Regions from separate parts of the Sus scrofa genome. Here regions 1 and 3 are each linked to region 2. A link is a contact called in public promoter capture Hi-C data. All regions are on one chromosome and are shown on one strand. Each heading gives the region's core, a stretch centred on a gene start, on an enhancer-like site or on the middle of the called end of the contact. The rest is flanking DNA. Distances are from core to core; before and after follow the strand shown.

Region 1 (4,053 bases), core at 548-3,047, 140 kb after region 2:
GCAGGTGGGCTGGGGCTGGGTTGGCAGAGGCTTCCGGGTGGCGGGCTCCTCACACAGGTTTCCCTCTCGGTTCCCAGGTAACTGCCTGGCCCGGTGGTGGCGGCCACATCCTCCGTGCCCCACGTGGACCCTGCCCGGGTTGGGGCAGGGCTGGTCCCAAGGTGGCCCTGTTGCCCCATCCCCTCTTCCCCACCTAGGAGGCTGGACTCCCAGGAGGCCGGTGCCAGGGACAAAGGCCCCCTCCCCCAATTGCACTGAGAAAAGGAACTGCGGAGTTTTGTCTCCTAGAATAAAGATAGAGTTGAGTAGAGAGAAAGGAGAGTGAGAGAGAGACCTATATTATATATTATATATATATATATATATATATACATATATATATATCTCGAGGGAGGAGAGAGTGGGCAGGCGGAGAGCCAGGAGGAAGCAGGCCAGGGCTGGGGGCGGCGTGGACCTGCACCCTCCCACTGGGGCTACTGTGGTGAGGGGTCCTGAGGCTGCCACGCCCCCTCTTCCTGCCGGACCCCCACCCTCCGGTGCAGACGCCCACACCCACACTCGGCCTTTCAGCTCAGGTCCACCTTGGGGGAGGCCCGAGTGGGGGTCGTGCCTTTGCCCACCCCCATCGCCCCGGGCCCTGCACTTTGATCCAGGCTGGGGCTAGAATCCCTTCCGTCTGGCCCAGCCAGCTCTGTGGGAGCAGGGGGCCCTGTTCTCTGGGGGCCTCCCGGGGTACACCCCCAGGGCCCTGATGCACTCACCGAGTCCCCCTCCATCTCCACGGACCCTGGGGCGGGGGTCTGGCGGGGGTCTGGCTGGGCTCCCCCTCCTACTCCCGAGGGTCTGGGGTCCAGCCCAGCCGCCAAGTGACCTTGTCCCAGCTCCCTCTCCCCAGGCTGGGGTGCGTGTGCGTGTGTTCGTGCCGAGCTTCTGTTTCATATTGCAAATATAAACAAATAAAGGAAGACAGTTTAAGACTCCTGCTGCTCAGACCTCGGGTTCTGACCTATTCCCGTGCCGTGGCTCTGGGGTGGGACCCTTACAAGGAGGAGTCAGGTACCTTCTGCTCCGAGGAAGGGTTTCCTGGAGGAGGAGCTGAGCATTTCCCATACTCATGCGGCACCTGGTCCTGGGAGCCGTCCCCTGTCCAGACAGGCTGCAGAAGGCGGTGAGTGGGCTTCCACACCCCATCCCCCTTTGGCCCACCCCTGACCTGCCCTGCCGTGTGGCAGGAGCCACGTCCCCGAGCCCTCTCCCCTTGGAGCAGCCAGCTAGGCCAGACAGGTGGGTGCCCAGTGGGTCCAGTGCGAAGGTGAAGTACTGGCCGCCATGCAGGGGAAGCTTCACTGGCGCGCCGGCCGGCTGGCACCACCGCCAGCCCCAGCTCCTGTCACCGAGCAAGTGTTTGGTGGAGGAGGGAGGCTCAGACTGTCCCTTGGATCTGGCAGGGTGTCCTCCCCTCCCCTCCCCTGTTGCTCATGAAAGGGCAGGCGTCGGAATGTTGCAGATTTTGCACCCAGGTCCCTTCTGACTGGCCTGGCGCAGGGCAGTGGGAGAGGCGTGTACAGCCAGGGCCCTCTAGGCAGGGAGGAAGCGAGACAGAGGGAGTGGGGGAGGAGGGACCCCTGGGTGCCAGTGGGCACCGTATCAGCAGGTGCCAGGCAGGGCCGTCCCCAGGGCAGGAGCAGCATCTCCCTGGGCCCTGTTATCAGTCCCAGAGTCCACAGGACGCTCCTCGGGTTAACGAGTAACCACACACCATCTCCTCCACCCCCAAGCTACCCGTACCCACTTGCAGGCCGTTCTCAGGGGTCACAGGCTGACATGGACCCCGGGAAAGAGGGCCTGCCCCGAAAACCTCGCTTTTCAGCTCAAGTGAGAGCCGCCGCGTAGGGGTAGGGGGGTGGCAGGGCTGGGGCTGGGCTCTGTGGGGCTGGACATCCTGGTCCCTGGGCAGTGTGGCTCGGGTCCCTGGGTGGGCGTGGGGTGACAATCTTGACCCCCAAGGGCGGGGAGCTCACTGGGCGCGAGGCCAGGTGGTTCTGAAGCCTGGTCTCGGGCTGGGGGCAGGGCTGGTTTCTAGGGCTCAGCAGCCCCCTGGTCCCCTGAAGCAGCTGCACGTGGGCAAGTGGCTGAGCCCCTTCTTCTTCACCTGCGCCGTCTACTTCCTCCTCTGGATCCCCGACGACCAGCCGTCCTGGGTCGGCGCCCTGGTCAAGTGCCTGCCCGTCCTCTCCCTGGTGGTATTCCTGCGGGCCGTGGACGCCGGCGGGGGCTACAGCGCGCGGCTGCAGGGGGCCCTCCTGTGCTCAGCCGTGGGGGACGCCTGCCTCGTCTGGCCCGAGGCCTTTCTCCATGGTGAGAGGGGCCCTGTTGCATTGTCCCTTTCGGAGCCTGGACAGGGGTGGGTGTGGGGGGCAACCCCCAGAAGAGGGCCTGCCAGGGGCAGGAGCCAGTAGGCGTGAAAGGGCGCTGGGAGGCGGCAGTGAGGGAGACTTGCCAGCCCTCCACCCCACGGAGCTCTCCTCCCGTTGAGGGCACGGGCAGAGTGTCAGGGGTCGCAGTCTTGAGGACACGAGTCGAGGACAGCCTCGCCGAGAAGGTAACGTCTGGAAGGGGTGCAGGAACGGCCATGTGCCCTTCCAGGAAAGGCCCTTCCAGGCAGGGGACCCACACGAGCAGAGGCCCTGGGGCGGGAGTGTGCCTGGTGCGTAGAGCCCACTAGGGGCCAAACGGAGTAAGGGTGAGAGTCAGGGGGCTTTTTAAGGCCACGCTGACACCCACCACAGGAAGAAGGGACCACAAGGAGGCCTGCGTTGTAATGCAGGAGACGGGTAGTATGGCCGGGGCCGGGGTGGGGGCCGGGGGCTCGGCCCGAGGGCTGCTTGGCGAGGCGAGGCAGGGAAGCAGAAGGCTCACCCGGCCCTCCCACCCCTGTCTCCTCCAGGCGTGGCCGCCTTCGCCGCGGCCCACCTGCTCTACCTCTGGGCCTTTGGCCTGACGCCCCTGCAGCCCGGCCTCCTGCTCCTGGTCATCCTGGCCGCTCTCCCGTACTACGGCCTCCTGCTTTGGCACCTCCCGCCCGACCTGGTCCTGGCCCTGACGGCTTACTCCTTGGCCCTGGCCACCATGCTGTGGCGTGGCCTGGCCAGGGGCGGGAGCACCGGCTGGGGCGCGCTGCTCTTCACGCTTTCGGATACCACGCTGGCCTGGAACGCCTTTGCCCAGCCCCTGCCCCACGCCCGCCTGGTGGTCATGACCACGTATTATTCCGCCCAGGTCCTCATCTCCCTGTCGGTCTCCCAGAGCCCCAAGCTCAAGCCCAACTGACAGGGCGCTGAGGCGGGCAGGTGTTTGCCCCCTCTCCTCCTGCAAGGCCCTGGGACCCCCTGAGCAGCAAGGCCGGAGAAGCACTGTCGAGGGCGAAAGTCAGGCCCCCAGACGACTCTCTGCCGGGGCCAGTCCATGCGGAGACAGAACCGTTTGCGGAAATGGGAATCCCCCGCCTTCCCACCACCTCCCCTTGGTTTTGAGTCTGGATTCCAGGCCCACGGTGGGCCCCCTGTGGCCCCAGGGGGCTGCGGCCAGGCCTGCGCCTGCTCTCTGGCCCTGATCTCTTTTTCTGTTGCCTCAGTAACGTGGGCGTCGGAACGTCAACATCTCTGTTATTTGGGGAGGGTTGTGGGAGGAGGAGGTGATCCCAGGAACAGCAAATGGTCCTTTTCCCCCAAAATGTACCATTTTCAGCACTTTGGAGTGTGCAGTTGAGTGACATTAAGTACATCCACGGGGCTGTGCGTCGAACACTTGCCGTGACGGCCAGGCTCGGAACACGTGTATGTGTACCACGCAGTGTTGTTAACTAGACCCACGGCAGACTCCCTGTGGACCAGTCCTGGAGCCCAGGGCTGAGGGGACGTGGGATGACCCCCACCCCACCCCCAGCACCCTTGGGTGGCGGTGGGGATTCACTAACACCCATGGCACAGAAGAGTTTGCAGGTCTGAGGCCAGGAGGATTCTGATCAGTGTGTTAGTTTCCTATGGCCGCGGT
Region 2 (4,066 bases), core at 1,371-3,870:
TGCCTGGCACATGGCAGGTGCTCAGTAGGTACTGGCTGAAGGAGCGCCTTGATCTGTCTGGCACTCTGCTAGGGGCGAAGGACAGAGTCCCCGATCTGCTGGGGCAGCACTCGTCAGAGGATCAGGGACCAAAAATAAGTATTCATTCCAATGGACCAGGAAGAACGAGGGAGACGTGAACAAAGCAGAGGAGGAGAGGTGAGGGCTCCTCTGAGAGGTGACATTATAAGGTGAGTCTAGGCCATGAGGGGGACAAGGAGAGAACAGGTGGGGGGGGGCCTCTCCAGGCATGGGGGACACAGATGTGACATCCTCAGGTCAGACAGAGGAAGGCCAAGGGGGCCTCAGGGCGAGGGTGCGTATGGATCTTGTGGGAGTTTCGGATGCCTTCAGAATGCGGCGTGTTGGGGGCTCTTGAAAGCTTTTCAGCAGAGGTGGGGCCTGTGGGCATTTCAAGCTCAGGTAAAGGGCAGCCTTCCCAGACGGCGAACTCCAGCCATAAGCGAAGTCCGATTGGCACACAGCCACCCCCTTCCATCTCCTACGCTGCTCCGACGCGACGGCAGCAGAACAGAGCAGGGTGGGACAGAGAAGAACGCCCAGCAAAGGCAAGAACTTTACTGAGCCGCGCAGACCCCAATTTTAAGACGACGGGCAATTCCTAACTTTTCCCTCAGGCCCTGACTTCGCCGATTCCCATCAGGCCTCCCATCCCCACTGCCACCAACCTGCTGGAAGCTGCCATCACCTCCAGGGGCCTCTCTCTGTCCCTGCCCACCGCCCAGTCAAAACCTCCACTGGCTCCCCAGGGCTTGCAAACAACACCTGGCCCACCTGGGCCTAGGCCAGTGGGGCAACGGCTGCCCCTCTTACCTCTGTCGTCAGCACCTCTGACCCGGCCTCCTAGGGGTGACCTAAACACACCATCCACTCACCTCGCCTTTGCATGGACTGTTCCCTTTTCTGGAATGCTCTTCTTTTTTTTTTTTGCTTATCAGGACCCCACCTGCAGCATATGGAAGTTCCCAGGCCAAGAGGTGATGCCGAGCTACAGCTGCCGGCCTACACCACAGCCATGGCAAGGCCAGATCCAAGCCACATCTGCGAGCTACACCCCAGCTCACCGCAAGGCCGGACCTTTAACCCACTGAGCGAAGCCAGGGATGGAACCCCCATCCTCATGGATATTCGTCGGATTCATTTCTCCTGCGCCACATGGGAACTCCCTGGAATGCTCTTCACCTAGACCTTCCTGCAGCCGCCATCATCCTGCCTCAGACCCCCGCCCCCTCCCTTCCTACGCCCCTGGCCCCGACTTACTGTTCGGCAAAGGCTGTGTTCCTGGCGGGGTACACTGGCTCACTGTCTGGTTCTCCAGGAGCGCGGGGTGCTGTCCCTTTTACACTCTGCTGCATCCCCACAGCATCCTGCCTGCCCCATGGTAGGTGCTCAGAAAAAGCGGACTGAATGCATGCGGGAGTCCGGGGGGCATCCCACGACACGCGCCCCACAGGGCCGTGGCAAGGGCTCGGGGGACCCCGGCGGCGCGGGCCCGGTCAGCGCGGAGGACGCCACCACCGCTCCCCGGTTCGCCATAAGTCACCGTCGGCTGGGACAGCTCAGCTGCACCGCCGCCTCTGCTTGTCCCCACGGGGGACCCTGGGCAAGTCACTCGACCCCCCTCTTCCTTCGGGGTCCTCGTGTGTTAACGGGGCGGGAAGGTCCGCATTCAGCGGGCGGAACCTGCAGGTCGGGTGCGGGGCGCCCGCGCGCCCCTCCGGCGCACGAAGACCGCGAGGCTGTGGGAGTCTCGGCACCGTCCTGCTCCCTCTTCCTGAAGCTGGGCCCCCGACGGGACACCGTGGCCCAGCTGGACGCTCCGCTCCGGGGCTGAGCGGCCCTGAGGCGGGCGCCGCGGCCGCACCGCACCGGGGCCAGGCAGGCCGCGCAGCTCCTCGGCCTCCGGCTCTCCGGACAGGGTCCCCCCGGGGCACCCCGGGCCGCTTCCCCCGACAGGCGGAGGGAGCCCCGGCCGGGGCGCGGCCGGCCGGGGGCCCTGGTCAGTCACAAGAAGGACCGCGCCCTGAACAAGGCCAGGGGACTCTTCCTCTTCTCACAGGAGTAAACTGACGCCCGGCGTCGCAACCGAGGCCTGGCCGGGGCCAGAGGTCACACATGGGGGTGGGGGTGGGGCCGGTCGTGGAACCTCTGCCAACACAGGACACGGGTCATAGGTCATTGCCAGCACAAAATGGCGCCTCGCAGAAATACGTCTATCAATTCGCGGTGCCCACCCCCGCCACAGGCTGAGGAAGGGGCGCAGGCGTCCGGGCACACTCATCTGCATACACAGAAACGAACGAAGTTAATTGGCTGCGAGCGCCTGGGTCCGCGGTAGGGAGGACTCCCATTGGTTGCTCTCCAATTCTCCCGTTCCCTACTGGAGAAGGCCCCAGTACGCCTTCTCCAGTAGGGATTGGCCTCCGCGTGTCTCATGACGCCACGCCACGATTGCGCGTCCCCATTGGCCGGACCGCCTTCCATCATCCTTTTAAAACCCCTCAAGTCCCGCCTCTCTTTGCTCGGCTCGGGCTCCCGGGTCGACCGTTAGTCGCGTGCGCGATTTCCTGGGCGTCAGGGCGCGAGCGCGTACGCCGGCGTTTCATTCAAACGGACCAATCAGCGGTCGCGTCACCCTTCCCGTTCTCTTCTCTACTTCCCCTTTTCTACCTCTCCTTTCTCCTGGATTTCCTCCCTGACCCCCGTGCGCACGTATTGGCCAGCCTGCCCCGCGCCCCCTCCCCAGTTTCTCCTGCTCTTGCCCGCAGTTTGTCGAAAGGGAGCGAGCTCGTCGAACGCCAAGGAGTGTGCGCACTGACGTCACGAGTCGAGGCGCGGCGCGAGGGGCCCCGAGGGGGCGAGGCCTGTGGGCGGATATAAAAGGGCGGCGGTGTGCGCGCGGCCGGCTTAGTGCGGTCGGGCGCCCGGGGCGGGTTTACCTGCTCAGGCGGTGTGTGGCGGTCGTCGGAGGCAGTGGGGCGCGGAGCCGGGCCGCTGGGGCCTCCCCAGGGCCGCAGCGGCGGCAATTGGGCCCCCCGCCCCAGCCAGCGGCCGGAGAGCGCAGGAAGGGGGCCGGGGGGACCCGCCCCCGGCCGGCCGCAGTCATGGTGAGCGTCGCGTCCGGGCCTGTTGGGGGGGGGGGGCGGTCAGGGCCCTCCTGGAGGAGGAGATGGGGTCTCAGGAGCATCTCTCTGGCGGCTGGGGGATTGGATGGCCCAGTTGGGGGTCCTGGGTTAGGGCTGGGCCCAGGGGCCCTCCTGTAGGCGGAGCGGGAGGGGAAGGCCCAGCTGAGCTCCGGGAAGGGCTCCGGGCTTTCGGGCCTGCCCGTGGGTGTTCCGGGAGTAACGACACTCCGCCGCCATCTCCAGGCCGGAGCTGGGGTTTCCAGGATGGTCTTCCCAAGTTGAGGTGTGGAAGGACACCGGGGTAGGGCTCGGGCCTACCCGGGACCACTGGGGGTCCGTATGTGGGGCTACGAATGGGCTTTAGGGACTTATGGGGAAGGTGGAGTCATCCGCCAGACCTTGGAGATCCGCTCCATTCCTAATGGGAGATTCACCTGAAGCCATCGCCTGAAGCACCCTGGATTGGGAGTGTCTGGGAGCTCGGGGTGATTGGCCAGACTAGGACTGCAGGGGCAAGAAAAGTAGGGCGGCCACCGCATCCTAGGTCCTGCAGGAGGCCCCAGGACCAAAGGCCCATGGCTCGCCCCCTTTTTTCCACATCTAGAACTCCAATGTGGAGAACCTACCCCCGCACATTATCCGCCTGGTGTACAAAGAGGTGACGACACTGACAGCTGACCCACCTGATGGCATCAAGGTCTTCCCCAACGAGGAGGACCTCACTGACCTGCAGGTCACCATCGAGGGCCCTGGTGAGTGTGGGTGAGGGAGGTGCGCTTCCTAAATCCTTGGCATCCTTGGAGCGGGAATAGGAAGCTCTCAGTATAAGGTGGGCTGCCAGACCTGTGACGGGCACACCTGGTACGCATGGTGCTCATGGG
Region 3 (4,452 bases), core at 1,051-3,550, 160 kb before region 2:
GACGCAGCTCCCTCGCGCCCCCATCTCCTTCCCATCTTTGCTCCAATACAGTCTGCTCAGGGAGACGCTCCGTAAGCACGGTACCCTGTCCCCCAGACCAACCTTCCCGTTCACCCCCGCCTCCTTCACTTCTCTCCTTTCCCGTCAGCAATATCCCATAAACCCTATGTTCTGTCTTCTTGTTGCTGGCCTCCCCCAGGAAGAGGCCAGCTTCAAGGACACAAGGATTTTTCTGTCTTGGTCATTGCTCTAGGCCCACGGCCTAGATAAGAACAGGGCCTGTCCTGACAAATATGTGTGAAATAAGTAAATACATGAAGCTAGGAAAAGAGGGCGTGGCCTGCTCAGAGACAGGAACACTAGTGGACGCCAGGGCTCATCCTCTGAACCCTTTCACTCTTGGGGGAGGAAGCCATTAAGCTAGCCCCCTGGTGGGCCACCACTGTCCAAGAGGAGACGAGTTTACCCATGGGTGTAACCTGTGGACAAGTGGCTCTCGGGGGTGACAAGAGGACCACAGGAATCTCTTGAAAGAGGCCTTCCTACCACCCCCTCTAACTCTACGCCCTTATCCCACTGTATTTCCTTCACACATGCCTATGTATTCTGCCTTTTTCTTTTATTTTCTGCCCTATGAACGAGCGTCTACACTCCACAAGGACAGTTTTGTCTGCTTGTTCTCTGCGGCATCCCAGTAGGTGCTCATTAAACAGCTGAACAAAGGCGTGAATGCACAAGTGAACATTCTGGGCACGTAGAGCTGACAAAGGCCAGCTGACTGACCACGATGCCCTCACCTCTGAGGCCCAGAAGATCGCACCTCATCTCCCTCATTCTTCCCTTCCATTCGTTCGCTCCAACCTCACTGGCCTCCCCTGCTGTCTCGCCACTCACCGCGAGGATGGTCACCTCAGGGCCTTTGCACCTGCTCTTCCTCTGCCTGGAACAGTTCACCCAGCTCTTTCCACGGCTAAGTGACCTCTGCTAATTCAGGTTTCACCACAGAAGTATCTCATAAGGCTCTCAGAAAACCCAGAAAACAGCACCGATCTTGTTTGTTCACTTGCTTTTCATCTGTTTCCTCAACTAGACTGCAAAGACCCACAGAACAAAGACTGCGTGTCTCTCTCCTTCTCTGCTCTATGCCCTGGACCTAGGACTGTGAATATTCGGTCAGCCAAGAGCAAATGAATGAATGTCTGGGGAAAAAGAGGTCATGGCCTAGTGAGGCTGGGAGGCTTCCTCAGGGGGTCCAGGAGGAGGGAGCGAGAAGTGGCAGGTCAGGAGAGAGCTGTTAGTGCCAGGGGGAGAGGAGCATCCTGGGAGGGAAAGCCTCACATCCAGTTCTGCTCTGTGGGAGGACAGCAGACAGGAGCTGACCCAGAGGGTGGGGTAGGAGCCAGACAGAAGTGTTTCATGGAAGCCGGGGCTAAACTGGAAGCTATTTCTACCTGAAGGGGGAGAGGATGTAGGGGTGAGAGCATGACTCTAGAGGGACCTGTTGGGGGGGTGTCAGTGAACTGAAAGGAGTATATTCTTAAGAGGAATTATTGGGGGGCGGGAAGGATGGAGAAGGCAAAAAGGCATTCTTGGCCGCTGACCAAAATGCAAAGAATTTTAATACCAATGAAGGGGGTGTTGGATCTTTGGGGGCTGCTGTGTGTGCACAGAGATACTGGGGGACAGATCTGCTGTGAAGCACGGATGCAACACTCTTTCGAGGCAACCGATACGGGATATTAAAGGGGGGTTCGTGGGTAGCTGCCCTGCGTGGGGACTGGCAATGCTGGTGGCATGTGGGGGGCTGTCCTGGAGGAAGCAATGACAGGGGGCTATGTAGAAGGGACCCATGAAAAAGCATAGCGGGGCGCCCTGGCAGCAGTCCTACATGGGGGCATTAATGGGAAGCTATCTGGAGCAGTCTTATGGGGGAGCGGTGATGGGGGGGGCCAGCGAGGGCTCGGCGGGAGAAGCACTGATGGGGACGTTCTGGGGACCAGGGCGGGCCAAGACCGGGCCCCCCGCCCACGTTGCCCCCAGGCCCCGGGCCACGCGCCCCGTCACTCACCGGCGCCGGGGTCTCCGCCGGGAGGAGGCCGAGGAGGCGGAGGAGGCGCCGCCGCTCCGGGGAGACCCGAGGGCCCGACCGGAAGTGCCGCCCCCTCCCCCTCCCCGGCAGCCCCGAGCCGCCCGCCTGCCCGCCCGCCCGGAAGCGGAAATCGCGCCCGTCTCCGAGGCGCCGGCGTGGAGGTGCGGAAAGAGGAGGCGGCGGCGGCGGCGACCGTGAAGGGGAAGTGCGCCTGCGCGCTGGCTCGGAACGCGGGCGGGGAAAGCCTCAGCCGCTTCCGGTGGGCGAGCTGAGCACAGTGCGCCTGCGCCATGTGCGCCCGCCTCTTCTTAGGGCACCGCCCACATGCTCCGGACATCCGGTTAAGCCCCGCCCCGTCCTGCGAATCACGCCTACTTCAGAGCTTAGTTATCATAAGCCTCGCCCATCGCCTCAGATTCTGTGCTCCTCGACTCAGCCCCTTTAAGTTTTCCCCTTCCCCTCCTCCAATCCGTTACGCTCTAGAATTCCGCCTCTCCCTCCTAAGCCCCGCCTCTCAGGGCTTAGCCACGCCCCTCTTCTTAAGCCCCGCCCCCTCCGCTGTAGCATTTATGCTCCCGCTCTCAATGTTCATGCTAGGATAATTCTGCCTGGCGCTTCCAAAGCGGTGCCTGAGGTCAGTGGGTCTTAAAGTATGGTCGGCATCACCAGGAAATGTTAGAAATTAATGTAAATGCTCAGGCTCCTGCCCCAGACTTACACAATCAGAGACCCTGGGGCGTAGGGCCTAGGGACCTGTTTTAAAATACCCTTCAGGTGGAGTTCCCCTTGGTGGCTCAGTGGAAACGAAATCTTATTAGTATCCATGAGGACTCAAGTTCCATCCCAGGCCTCGCTCAGTGGGTTAAGGATCTGGAGTTGCCCTGAGCTGTGGTGTAGGTTGCAGTTGCAGCTCAGATCTGGCGTGGAGGTGGCTGTGGCTACAGCTCCGATTCAACCCCTAGCCTGGAAACCTCCATATACCGCAAGTGCGGCCCTAAAAAGACATAAAAATAAAATAAAATACCCTTCAGGTGATTCTGATGGACTGAAGTTTCCAAAGATATCTTTACCACACTTTGCACGGCCCCCTTCATATACCATCTGCAAGCCTCGCTCCTAACTCAGCCTCACCTCAAGCAGCTAAGCCTGATTCTATTCAGCCCTTTTTTTTTTTTTTTTTGGCCCGCACCCTGTGGCACATGGAAGTTCTGGGGACGAGATTGAATCCGAGCCACAGCTGTGTACCGACTGCCATAGCCATGGCAAAACTGGCTCCTTAACCCATCGGACCACAGCGGGAACTCAAATTCAGCCCTTCCTTCCAAGCTCCTCCTCTGTCAGGGACCTTCCATCTCTTAGGTCCTCGCTTCTCTCCCCTTGGCGTGCATAGCAGTCATACCCACTGCCCAGTATCCTTACAGTGAGGTCCCGCCTCTCCCAACACCTTGCTCTCCTGCAGTTTCCCCTTGAAGCTTCTCCCCTCAGAGAAACCCAACCCCTTCCCTCTAAATGGTCTCAATTTCTGAAGGGCAAGGCTTACACCTCTTCAAGCCCCTCTCGTTTCTCGGCCCCTTTTCCTAAGCCTAGCCCAGTTTTTACCCAACTGCCCAACAAGCCCCGCCCCCGCTGCCCCGCCCCTCCAGCTCGCCCCTCCTCTACCCGAGCCCTACCAAAGTTGTCAGCCCTGCAGGCCACTCTCAGGTCAGTATTTCCCTGCAAAAAAGCGCCAGGACAAAGAGAAGGGCCAATGTGATGGCTACAGAATTCCCGGGAATCTGGCTGAAACAGGGGAGGAGAACCTAGAGTCACGTTTGCACAGAAGGTTCAATGTTCTACTTAAAGAGTGGATATTTGGGGGCGGGGGTGCTTTGGGGTCTGCTGGAGATGGGAGGGGGGCAAAGGCTTCCCCCAAGCCGGTCTTCAGCGCCGAGCTAATGAGGTACACGACATAGGGTCCTCCCATGGAGTGGTGTAACTGGCAGGAGGACATCTGGAGGGAGGAGAAGCGGGGGGGCGGCCCTGGGACCATCACGGAACACACGCAGGAAGCCAATAGGCAGAGATTTATTTCCGCAGCCCCCGCCTCCAAAGGCCTGTCAGTCCGGGGGAGGGTGGCAGAAGGCAGCAGGATCCAGAAGTTGAGGTCCGCACCCCCAACCCCCTCCCACAACGGGAAGACCACCAGATGTGAGGGTGTCCGGGCCTCCCTGCTCAGGCCCAGCACCAGCCCGACTCCCAGCTCTAATCTCAGCCTGGGGAGCAGTGGCCGGAGGCCTGGGGCAGGCCAGCTCTTTCCCCTCCAGCCCCCCCTCCTCCGCCTCTGCCGTGGCTGGGATGCCGTCGTCATCCCACAGTGGTTCAGG

What was found. Promoter capture Hi-C pulls out the DNA fragments that hold promoters and counts their contacts.
Region 1: a promoter capture Hi-C map of liver shows a contact between it and region 2, with 2.5 times the contacts expected there. The contact joins the promoter of TMEM86B here to the promoter of UBE2S in region 2. A contact is called at or near these places in 1 of 5 promoter capture datasets (liver) and 1 of 47 Hi-C or Micro-C datasets (liver).
Region 3: a contact with region 2 is called in a promoter capture Hi-C map of fetal liver, with 2.2 times the contacts expected there. The contact joins the promoter of ZNF865 here to the promoter of UBE2S in region 2. A contact is called at or near these places in 1 of 5 promoter capture datasets (fetal liver) and 1 of 2 datasets of contacts at active chromatin or transcription factors (alveolar macrophages).

The regions. Positions count from the first base shown.
Region 1 is chr6:59,423,830-59,427,882 of Sscrofa11.1, reverse strand. TMEM86B (transmembrane protein 86B) reads left to right here and starts at 1,797. Exons shown (of 3, transcript NM_001243276.1): 1 at 1,797-1,875; 2 at 2,112-2,358; 3 at 2,948-3,749. The coding sequence starts at 1,825. The coding sequence ends at 3,330.
Region 2 is chr6:59,569,038-59,573,103 of Sscrofa11.1, reverse strand. It overlaps UBE2S (ubiquitin-conjugating enzyme E2 S), which reads left to right and starts at 2,620. Exons shown (of 4, transcript XM_021095037.1): 1 at 2,620-3,167; 2 at 3,790-3,937. The coding sequence starts at 3,165.
Region 3 is chr6:59,723,852-59,728,303 of Sscrofa11.1, reverse strand. It overlaps ZNF865 (zinc finger protein 865), which reads right to left and starts at 2,300. Exons shown (of 4, transcript XM_005674490.3): 1 at 2,069-2,300. ZNF524 (zinc finger protein 524) reads right to left here. Exons shown (of 2, transcript XM_021095048.1): 2 at 4,138-4,452. The coding sequence ends at 4,186.